2 separate regions of the Bos taurus genome follow, and region 1 is linked to region 2. The links are chromatin contacts, called in public Hi-C maps. All regions are on one chromosome and are shown on one strand. The core of a region is the stretch at or near the end of the contact, and the rest is flanking DNA. Distances in the headings are between cores, read along the strand shown.

Region 1 (5,153 bases), core at 1,627-4,126, 41 kb before region 2:
GATTTATATTTCAAATATAATTTGTTTCTCTTTGAAAGAAAACCACCTAACACTAAATAAATAGAGCCTACTAGTAAAGAGCTGTAGGAAGAGGCATGGAAAGAAGTTAATTTAGTGTCCAAAGTTTTGTCCTAAAAAGAACAGGAAATTCCCTGGTGGTTTTGCACTATTCAGCTCAAAATGTGTTTGTTGTGATCCTGAATTAATTACCTGGTTAGGCATCTGTGTATCCCACACTTGATGGAAAGTTGCCAGCTTAACATTTCTTTTTGTTCTGAGAAGACACGGCTGGTGAGAAGTCAGGTAATTGTTGGTACAACATAATGATAACCATGGTAGAATAATTATGAAACTGGCTCTAATAAACAGCTCACTGGAAAAGGCCAGCATACCCTTTTTCTCCATTTAAAATGAAATAAAAGCAGTTCTATAATAATAAAAATATTTTTACCAGCAGGTACTCTGTACCAAAGCATGTACCATAGCATGTTTGCATACAAGCCCCAAAGTCTTCTACCCAACTCGCAAAGTGGGTGTTCTCATAGGTGTTGACTGGGACTTACCCCAGATTTTGATCTTGGCTGGCTGTCACCAGCTTGGGAGTACAGGAGAGGCACATGTTTCCACTGGTTTTTGTATGTGAAATCTCGTCACTGACCCTCAATAGCAGGGGTGGTGGCCTGGGAAATGGCTGTTTCGCACTTTGCTGATGCATTCCCAGGGCAATTCAGAATACCCCACTGTCAGAGCCATCCTCAAACTCTTTGCGTTTGGGTTCATTTCAATAAGGAACAAAAACAGGGTCAGGGTTCTTGGGTATTCTAGGCTACAAGTGTCCGCCACGAATGCCCAGCCTTGTCTAACGATCAGTGTAGGCTGGGTGGTGAGACTAGTCACTTCTTCTGAGGTCACTGCCCTTGGCTCCAAGCTGGAGGGTCCGAGATCTGGTGCCCTCTCAGCTCTACATTCACCATTCTGTGGACCTTCACCCATCTAGCCTTGATCCGGAGGTCTGACTTGCTCCATTTTTTTGCTTTGTCAATTTAATAAGATGGAATACACTTGTTTATCTTTTAAACACCATAACAGATAACTCATTTGCATTGGCACCTTGACAAAAGGTGATATATTAGTAAAGCAGGAATTATGTTAGTTTTACAAGGAAACCCAGGTGCCCAAGTGATTATGTGATTTGTCTAAAACCATGTGGTTTATAAGGGAAGGAGTCTGAACTCCAGCCCTATGTTTCTGATCCTGAAGTCCTTGCAGCCCTGCCCTGGCTCAAGCACCCTGGATGGGTGGAGAGTCCAGCAGTTGGCTCTGCATGCAAGCTGAACTTGAAGGAGTTGGTTTCCTGAGAGACAGGCCTAGTTCATTCCTTCCCAGGGTATTGAGAGAGGGAGTGAGTGCAGCGGAATGTAAATAAGCACAAGGATACACAGCCAGAAATAAGATCAACTGGGCAAGGGGGCGTGGGTCGCGGGAGCTTCTTTCCCTGGCAGGTACTGGACCTTCCAATTTAGGCCCAGTAACAGCCTAGGCTGCCAGGTGTGCGAAATCATGGGCCGGATTCCAGCCTTTCAGAGGCAGCGTCTGCGGAGAAGTGTCCTGGACCGGACCCCAGATCTGACAGCGGCTTAAGCCTCACTGGGTGCTGGGGCGGGGTGGTGTCTGCCTCGCACCCAGAGGGCACCGGCTGGCAAAATCTTATATCAATGCAGGCTTCTGGGGTGTGGGACTGGCAAGAGAAGGTAAGGAGAGCCCACTAGGGGAATCATCGGTGCCCAGCCTTGCCTGGCTGAAAGTCGGCCTCAGCGGGAGCTCGCAACCCAGGACGAGCTAAGGAAGGGCGCGGCGCCCTGAACGGCTAGGGAGGGTCTAGGAAGGCGCGCCAGGCCAAGGCTGCCGCGGACGGGAGCCTCGGCTGGCAGCTGTACCTCGACCCCCAGGAAGACTGGGGAAAGCCGGACAGACCAGCAGACGGACAAGGCGGCGGGAAGTGGCCTCCATGCCTGCGCGGCTCTCCCGGCCTTTCCTCCCGTCCTCCCAGCCGGCTCTCCCGCCCGGGACGCCCCGCGCCACTCTGCGACTTTGGCCCTGGCTCAAGGTCTTGTGATGTGATTAGCAAAGCCAGCGCCTTGTCCTCAGACACTCAGCCCTGCCCGGCAGGCCTCGGCATTCAAGCCCTGTTTACTGCAGTCTGGGCGGGAAGAGGGGCGGAGAAACGGGCCCAGGCTCCTCCGGGAGAGACTGCCCAGGCGGCCGCCCGCGTGGCCGCTCCCGCCCCCACCCCCACCGCATCTCCACGTGCAGTCGGGACGCAGCCACCACCCATTAAACTAGGGCCCAAAGTCCCCGCCCCCCCGGCCAGAGGACCCTTTGCAAAGCAGCCGGGCCACGCGGACGGTTGCAATATTCTTGCACTTTGCAATTCCCGCGCCCAGTATAAAAGAGTGGGAGATAAAAGCTCCGAAATTTCGCCTAGCAGGATCGGGCGGGGAAAGACACGTTCAGGGCTGCAGAAACCCAACCACGTTAGACGTGCTGGGGATTTCCGACAGAACAGCCCCAGAGGAAGGGAGCCGTATCTTCCCGCCACCAACCAGCAGCACCCATCTGGGCCGAGATCTCCACGCCGCCCCGGGCGCCCAAGGCGGCCAGCCCCGCCCCGAGGCCTCTCCGTCCCCTCCCCCAGAGGAAAAAAATTGGCGGCGGCCAATGGGAGGCCAGGAAGGCTCCTGACGTCCGCCAGCGGGCGGGCGGCGTTGCCTGGAGACCCCGGCGGGGTCAGCGTTCTGTCCCCTCCCCTGGCACGCCCGCCCCGGAGCGGCCGCGCTCCGGGGGCTCTATATAGGGCGCGCGCTCGCGGGCCGCTGAGTTCCACCAGTCCGCGAGCTGCCGTCGGCTCCGCGCGGGGGGGGCGGGCCGGGCACCCCGGGGCGCGGAGGTGCGCTCTAGCTTAATTCTTCTTTCCCCCCAACTCCGCACTCCCGGGCACCCTCAAACCCAGTCCACGCTGCTGCCCCCGCTCCCTCTTTTCTCGGCCCCCAGCAAACTTTCGGTCCCTTCCTCGCCCCTCGCCCGTTACTCGTCGTGGCTCGGGCCCGGCCGCGCCGCCCCGAGGGCTCCTCCGGATCTCCCAGTTTCCAGCTCCGACCATTAGAGGATCCAGAAACATGTCGACCACACTTCTGTCCGCCTTCTACGATATCGACTTCTTGTGCAAGGTACGCGGGTGAGCAGGGAGCCCTTCGAGTTCTCAGGCTTGGCCTTCTGTCCTCGGCTTTGGGGGTTCTCTTCCCGCTCTGACTTTTTTAGATTGGGGAAAAATCCCAGAGTTTGCACTGTTGCTCGAGCCTTGTGGGCGGGGAGAAGGAGCAGCTGGGAGGAAAGGCAGAAGGGAGTCGCTGTAGCTGTTAGTTTCTCCGCAGCTGACCACAGCCACGCTGCCCGGGGCTTCCCGGACGGGATTTGCGCCGCCCAGGCCTGCGGCCCACGGCTGAGGATCACATGTCGCGCCGCAGGGCGGCCTAGGGTGGGAGAGTCCGGCTCCTCCCAGTGCGAACTTGATTCTTGTGCGCGTTTAAGGGTGGAAGTTGGGCCGAATCGAGATCCGAAAAAGAAAAAGAATCGGAGGGCTGGTAGTGGCTACTCCGCAACTCGCCCCAACTCTTCCCTCCTCCCTTTTCATCTCTTCCCCGCTCCCCTCCTCTTGGCAGACGGAGAAATCCCTGGCCAACCTCAATCTGAACAACATGCTGGACAAGAAGGCGGTGGGGACACCCGTGGCCACCGCCCCCAGCTCGGGCTTCACGCCGGGCTTCCTCCGACGGCACTCGGCCAGCAACCTGCACGCGCTCGCCCACCCCGCGCCTAGCCCCGGCAGCTGCTCGCCCAAGTTCCCGGGCGCGGCTAACGGTAGCGCGGCGGCCGGCGGCTCGGCCTCCTACGGCACCCTCAAGGAGCCGTCGGGGGGCGGCGGCACCGCCCTGCTGAACAAGGAGAACAAATTCCGGGACCGCTCGTTCAGCGAGAACGGGGAGCGCAGCCAGCACCTCCTGCACCTGCAGCAACAGCAGAAGGGGGGCGGCGGCTCCCAGATCAATTCGACGCGCTACAAAACTGAGCTGTGCCGGCCCTTCGAGGAGAGTGGCACCTGCAAGTACGGCGAGAAGTGCCAGTTCGCACACGGCTTCCACGAGCTGCGCAGCCTGACGCGGCACCCCAAGTACAAGACCGAGCTGTGCCGCACCTTCCACACCATCGGCTTCTGCCCCTACGGGCCGCGCTGCCACTTCATCCACAACGCTGATGAGCGGCGACCCGCGCCGTCCGGGGGCGCCTCCGGGGACTTGCGCACCTTCAGCGCCCGCGATGCGCTGCACCTAGGCTTCCCGCGGGAACCGCGGCCCAAGCTGCACCATAGCCTCAGCTTCTCGGGCTTCCCGTCGGGCCACCACCAGCCCCCTGGGGGCCTAGAGTCGCCCCTGCTTCTCGACAGCCCCACGTCGCGCACGCCGCCGCCACCCTCCTGCTCCTCGGCCTCGTCTTGCTCGTCGTCCGCTTCGTCCTGCTCCTCGGCCTCGGCAGCCTCCACGCCCTCCGGCGCCCCTACGTGCTGCGCGGCCGCGGCGGCGGCCGCGCTGCTGTACGGCACCGGGGGCGCCGAGGACTTGCTCGCACCCGGCGCACCCTGCGCCACCTGCTCGTCGGCCTCGTGCGCCAACAACGCCTTCGCCTTCGGCCCGGAGCTGAGCAGCCTCATCACGCCGCTGGCCATCCAGACCCACAACTTCGCCGCCGTGGCTGCTGCCGCCTACTATCGCAGCCAACAGCAGCAGCAGGGCCTGGTGCCCCCCGCGCAGCCCCCGGCGCCGCCCAGCGCGCCCCTCCCTGCCAGCGCCGCCGCGCCGCCCTCGCCGCCCTTCAGCTTCCAGTTGCCACGCCGCCTGTCCGAGTCGCCGGTGTTCGACGCGCCCCCTAGCCCCCCAGACTCGCTGTCGGACCGCGACAGCTACTTGAGCGGCTCCCTGAGCTCGGGCAGCCTCAGCGGCTCTGAGTCCCCCGGCCTTGACCCAGGTCGCCGCCTACCCATCTTCAGCCGCCTCTCCATCTCCGACGACTGAGGCAAGAGGGCGCCAGTGAGGAGGAGG
Region 2 (4,993 bases), core at 1,350-3,849:
CTTGAAAGATAGTCTGCTCCTTGGTCTCTCTGATTCCATTCCAAGCCATTATCCATTGACCTGCTAGACACATTTTTGAAAGTACTCTAACTGTATCCCCCACTCCTTAAAACTACCCAATGATTCTAGTCCAAAGTCTTTCCCAAGGTCTATGTGGTCCAACCAGATCTAGCCCTTTCTGTTCTTCAACCTCATCGTGAACCTCTCTTTGGCTCATTCACTATAGGCTCCCTTCAGTAAGAGTACCAAAGTCTTCTGATCTTAGGGCCTTTGCACTTGTTATTTCTGCTGTCTGTACAGTGTTCTTCCCCTCTTCCTTCCCCGCTCTTATTTTTCACTCCTCACTATCCTTCAGGTCCTGGCTCAAGCCACAGAAATACTGTCTCTTGAGCCCTCCATGAAATATCATTCCACAGCACCTTCACTCTCTGTAGCACTCAATAATTATGTTACTGTATATATATTTAATGTTTGTCTTCCTTGACAGACTATGATTCTCTGATCTCAGGGATTGGATTTATCTTTTTCATTGTGCCTGCAGCACCCTGTACAGTGTCAGGCGCAGAGCAGGGGCTCAGAAATATTTGCTGAATGAATGAGTGATAGAGGCTTGTGACCCGGGACTCACTGCTAGTAATGGAGGAGACTGGACCCCAACGCCAGTCTCCAGTGCTGCTGAATTGGACTCAACTTCTTTTCCCCACTGGGGAAACCAGGAGGGAAGAGGTTCAGAAGCCCGCCTAGGTCCTTGGATTCATTACAAAGGATGCAGGAAGCAGGGGTGGGGAGGGGTATCAGTCTACTGCCAAATGGAGTCCGGCTGGAGGTAAGGAGATTCTCTGGTCTCGGGTGAGGATGGGGTGGGGGTGGGCTAGAGGACACTCGTCGATGAAGTCCTGCCCCCCGGCGGCCTCACACTAAGAGCTTTGTCTGTGTTGCCTCATTTAATCCCCTGCCAGCCCTGCAAGGCGGGATTATTACCTCTTGTCACAGACAAGGAAAATAAGCTTTAGAGAGAGAGAGAGTAATTAACGTGCCCAGAGTCTCTCGTAAGGTCAGAACCAAGATTTGAATCTGGTACTTGAGCCTAAGAAATCAGACTATTTGGGAAATTCAGTCCAGAAAAGAAAATGGAGGGACAGGTACCCCCAGTGGACTTCAGGGAGTTTGCCACACAACCTCCACCCCGCCCCCACCCCTCCGCCACCCCCACCCTGCCCTGGCCCTCTCCATCACTCCACCCCTGTGGACTATCCATTCCTGGGGATTCTTTTTGAAATTCTAAAAGCTCTTGCAAACCCTCTCCATGCAGCCCCTCAGGTGGCCAGACCCTCCCCAGGCTGGCGCCTACCTCCCTTGAGGATTTCCCCTGCACAACTTCCATTTGAAAAGGAGCATGGGGCCCCAGTGCCTACCTGCTGGGGCCCATCAATGCCCTCTGTTCAGGGATGCAAAGTAAAGAAGCTTGGCCCACTGAGGGGAGTGAGTGGGAGATGGTGGGGATAGGGGACTGGGAAATGCCCTCAGAGCCTGGATTAGGGTGTTCATTATTATAGACCTTCCCCCTACCCTCATTTAACACCACTTATATAGAGCTTTTTTTTTTTTTTTAATAGTATTTATATAGTCCACTTGGGCTTCCCTGGTGGCTCAGTGGTAAAGAATCCGTCTGCCAATGCTGGAGAGGAAGGTTCAATCCCTAGGTCTGGAAGATTCCCTGGAGAAGGAAATAGCAACCCACTCCAGTATTGTTGTCTGTGAAATTCCATGGACAGAGGAGCCTGACAGGCTACAGTCCGTGGGGTCACAATAGAGTCAGACACAACTAAACAATAACGACATATAGCCCATTTAAAATATGAACTCATCAATGCTCAGAACAACTCTGAAGTAGGTACTGGTATCCCAATATTTTGTAGACTGGGGAGGTCGAAGCAGATAGGGTTGGTGACTTGCCCAAGGCCACCCACAGTAAGTGGCAGGCGGAGCTGGGATTTGAATGTGGGCACCAGTCTCTGGATGCTACCATCTGAAATCCCTCCCCTTTGCAGAGGAACCTGTCAGGGGAGAGGAATCTCTCTGGTCTCAAAGATAACAGCCCCTTCTCTTCTCATGTGTCCAGAGACAAGTGTGTTTACTTCAGGTTAGCAAGTGGCTGCCCCAAACAAAGGGGATGCAGGCAGAGATAACCCAATCATCCCAGGCCTGCCTGGGCCGTTAGGAGGGCAGGGATTGAACCCAGCCTGCTTTGAGGCTGGACTTCGAGAAACTGCCAGGGCCAGGGCCTGGCCGCCTGTTTGTTGCAAAACAATGAGTCAGCCTGGCAGGGAGGGGAGTGGGGCGATGGGGGGATGGGGGTAGAGGGGCCCCTAGCCCTGCCTCTGGCCTTTACCAGGGTAAATTCTGCCTACCCCCAACCCTCCTAGCCCTTAGAAGGTTCACCAGTTTCCTTTTTTCTTGTTTGGATGAGTTAGGAAAAGTATTGAAAAATAGAAAGTGCCCTAGACAGGAAAACACTCTGAAAGCTGAAACCTGCCTGCTGAGGCCAACACCCCACTGGGGAGTGGTCAGCCAGCCAGGAGTCCATCCCTGGCCTCCTTCCCAGGCACCGGCCCATGGTGGCACCTTAAGCCCTGGGCAGGAGAGAAGAGAACTTGGAAGTCCAGGGATGAGTGGTGACCAGTTCAAGGTCACAGCTGTGCTGATGGCTGGGAGGGAGGGTGGGCAGATCCTGTGGGGGGCTCTTGGGAGCCACATTACTGAACGGGAAGAGCCTGAAAACAGAGACCTCCTTTTTTTCAGTTGGCCTTGCCAAGGGACCCTGCTCTTCCATCCTCATGTGGGGAGAGCCCTTCACCCGGGGCTCATCAGGATATGGGGCAACTCTCTACTCTAGCTGTCACTGCTTAAGCCAGCATGGTTGCCCCTGAGGGATCCCATTTAGCCACAAGCTCTTCCATTCCTCTCCTGGCCCTGCCCCTTCTACCTCAGGGCTCCTCCCTCCTACTTATCCAAGAAAGACAGTGCTTTCCCCTTGTTAGAATGGGACAGAGGGGATTTGTTCAAGGTCACAGAATAAATCCATCAATTTATTCATCAAAACGTTGGACTGCTGTTGAGCCAGACTTGGCAGGGGGTGAGATGGGGCACAGTCTCTTGGAAGCCAGTCGCCTAAACCAAGAACTGCTCTATAATAGTGTGTTGATCAGGACATATCTACTGTGCTTGCAGCAGGGACACAGAGGGGCCTGACCCAACATGAGAACCAGGGAAGGCTTCTTGGAGGAGGCAAGACAGAGTAGGTCTTAAAGACGGAGCAGGAGTGTGCTAGGGCCAGGGATGGCAGAGGAAGGTGTTCTGGGCTAGAGAGAAATCAAATCTGCCAGCTCTGGGCTCACTTTCTAAGCTCTACACCCTGGCCTACAAGCATTACTGAACTCCTACAATGGAACAACAGCTAGGACCTAGGAAAGATACAGAACAATGGTGCCTGCCTTCCAGAATCTTCCTGTGTCAGTGGGAAGACAAAGAGTCCTCCTGGGAATTCTGAGGAATGCCATCAAGTGTTGGGGGCTCGACTGTGTATCTCTACGTAGGATATATCTCATTTAACCCTCACCCAACCCCTACGAATGGATACTGTTGGCATCCCCATCTTATACAGAGGAAACAGAGGCTTGGAAAGTATCAGTAACTTGTCCTGGGTCACCACTTGGTAAGGGGGTAGAGCCAGAATCTAAACCCAGGGGCCTGACTGTGGAGCCTGAGCCCCCAACCACGGGTGCTCACTGCAGCCTGGGGGAGAGAGGAAGCTGTCATAGACTCTGTTTGGTGGGCAAGCACAACTGGCAAAAGCTTTGGCGGTCAGGAAGGCATGACACAACTGTGTTTTGGCATCATAGCTCCAGAGGCCACTTGGAGGATGTATTAAAGGCACAAAGCAAAGGAAGAATGCAGCCTTAATGTCCAGGTGACAAAGGATGAAGGCTGAGGAGGACCAGCGGGAACTGAGGAAAGCCAACACTTACAGAGGTAGAAAGTCTGGCCTTAGCCCTGCCCTGGGCTCATCCTCAGGAAAGTCTTCTTTGCTTGACCTCCTCTGACTCTCCAGTGTCAGTGAAGCTCAAACAGCGGCTGTTTGTCCAACAGACACAAACTGAACACCTACTAAACGCAGGCCTCGTCAGCCCTGGGAAACAAGAGGGAGCCCAGAATCCTGTGGTGCAATAATTCCCAAAGAGTTAGCAGTGTTACCTGTGTTCTTCCTCCTACCCTCACACATCTTCAAGAGGAGATGAGTTTCCATTTAGACACTTCTCTAATGGTTTAGGCACAATCCTCTCCCTACCACCATCTCTCTCAGGTCTCCAGGAGATCCCGAGACTCATCTGTCCCCTTACACTTTCCATAGGACCAAGTACCGTATGGAGTACAATACTAAGTACTCATTTAGTACTTGCTGAGACTAGTGAGTCCAGTGAGGAAAAGCTGCTCTCCAACTACCCTCTGACCTTGAAACTAGATCACAACTCCTTAATCTATCCAAACAGTTTTCAAAAGGCACTTTTGGTCCCAGAGTTGCTGTCAAAGAGTGAAACTGACTGATGGGCCAATTCTGTGAGATCAAGTCCCTCAATGAGGATGACACTGCTGAGCCTTTAAGGCCACCTTGTATGCAGGGGGCACACCTCTGAAGCTGTCAGTCACCCCAGATGAGCCAATCAGCACAAGATATCTGGAACTGCAAGCTGAACTAGGGGATGAATGGGAGGGCTCAGGCTAGGGTAAGGATGGGTGTCCTTCAGTACCAGGAACTGAAGGCTACTCCAGACTTTGATTGTTGTGGCCACCAAGGTACAGGCAAGTTGATTATAGGAAGAACGGAATCTTGTGAGGTATCCCTGCTCTATGGAGACTTCAGAGAAGTCAGCTCAGAAAAGAGAAATGGGGCAGGGCCTGGGAGCCCTGAGTGGGAAGTGGCCATGGGAGGTGG

The links. A called contact is a pair of places that touch in the nucleus more often than the background predicts.
Region 1: a contact with region 2 is called in a Hi-C map of liver, with 2.1 times the contacts expected there. The contact joins the promoter of ZFP36L2 here to the enhancer-like site in region 2. A contact is called at or near these places in 4 of 11 Hi-C or Micro-C datasets (liver, skeletal muscle, skin fibroblasts and 1 more).

Annotation. Positions count from the first base shown.
Region 1 is chr11:25,508,467-25,513,619 of ARS-UCD2.0, reverse strand. It overlaps ZFP36L2 (ZFP36 ring finger protein like 2), which reads left to right and starts at 2,876. Exons shown (of 2, transcript NM_001191191.2): 1 at 2,876-3,227; 2 at 3,720-5,153. The coding sequence starts at 3,177. The coding sequence ends at 5,126.
Region 2 is chr11:25,467,782-25,472,774 of ARS-UCD2.0, reverse strand. No RefSeq gene overlaps it. Among named protein-coding and RNA genes, the nearest start is that of ZFP36L2, 40 kb to the left of the region's middle. Within about 2 kb of position 2,599, at least 12 of the 102 cell types and tissues checked have an H3K27ac peak or open chromatin away from gene starts, as enhancers often do. A contact at or near this core is called in liver and skeletal muscle, where this site is marked.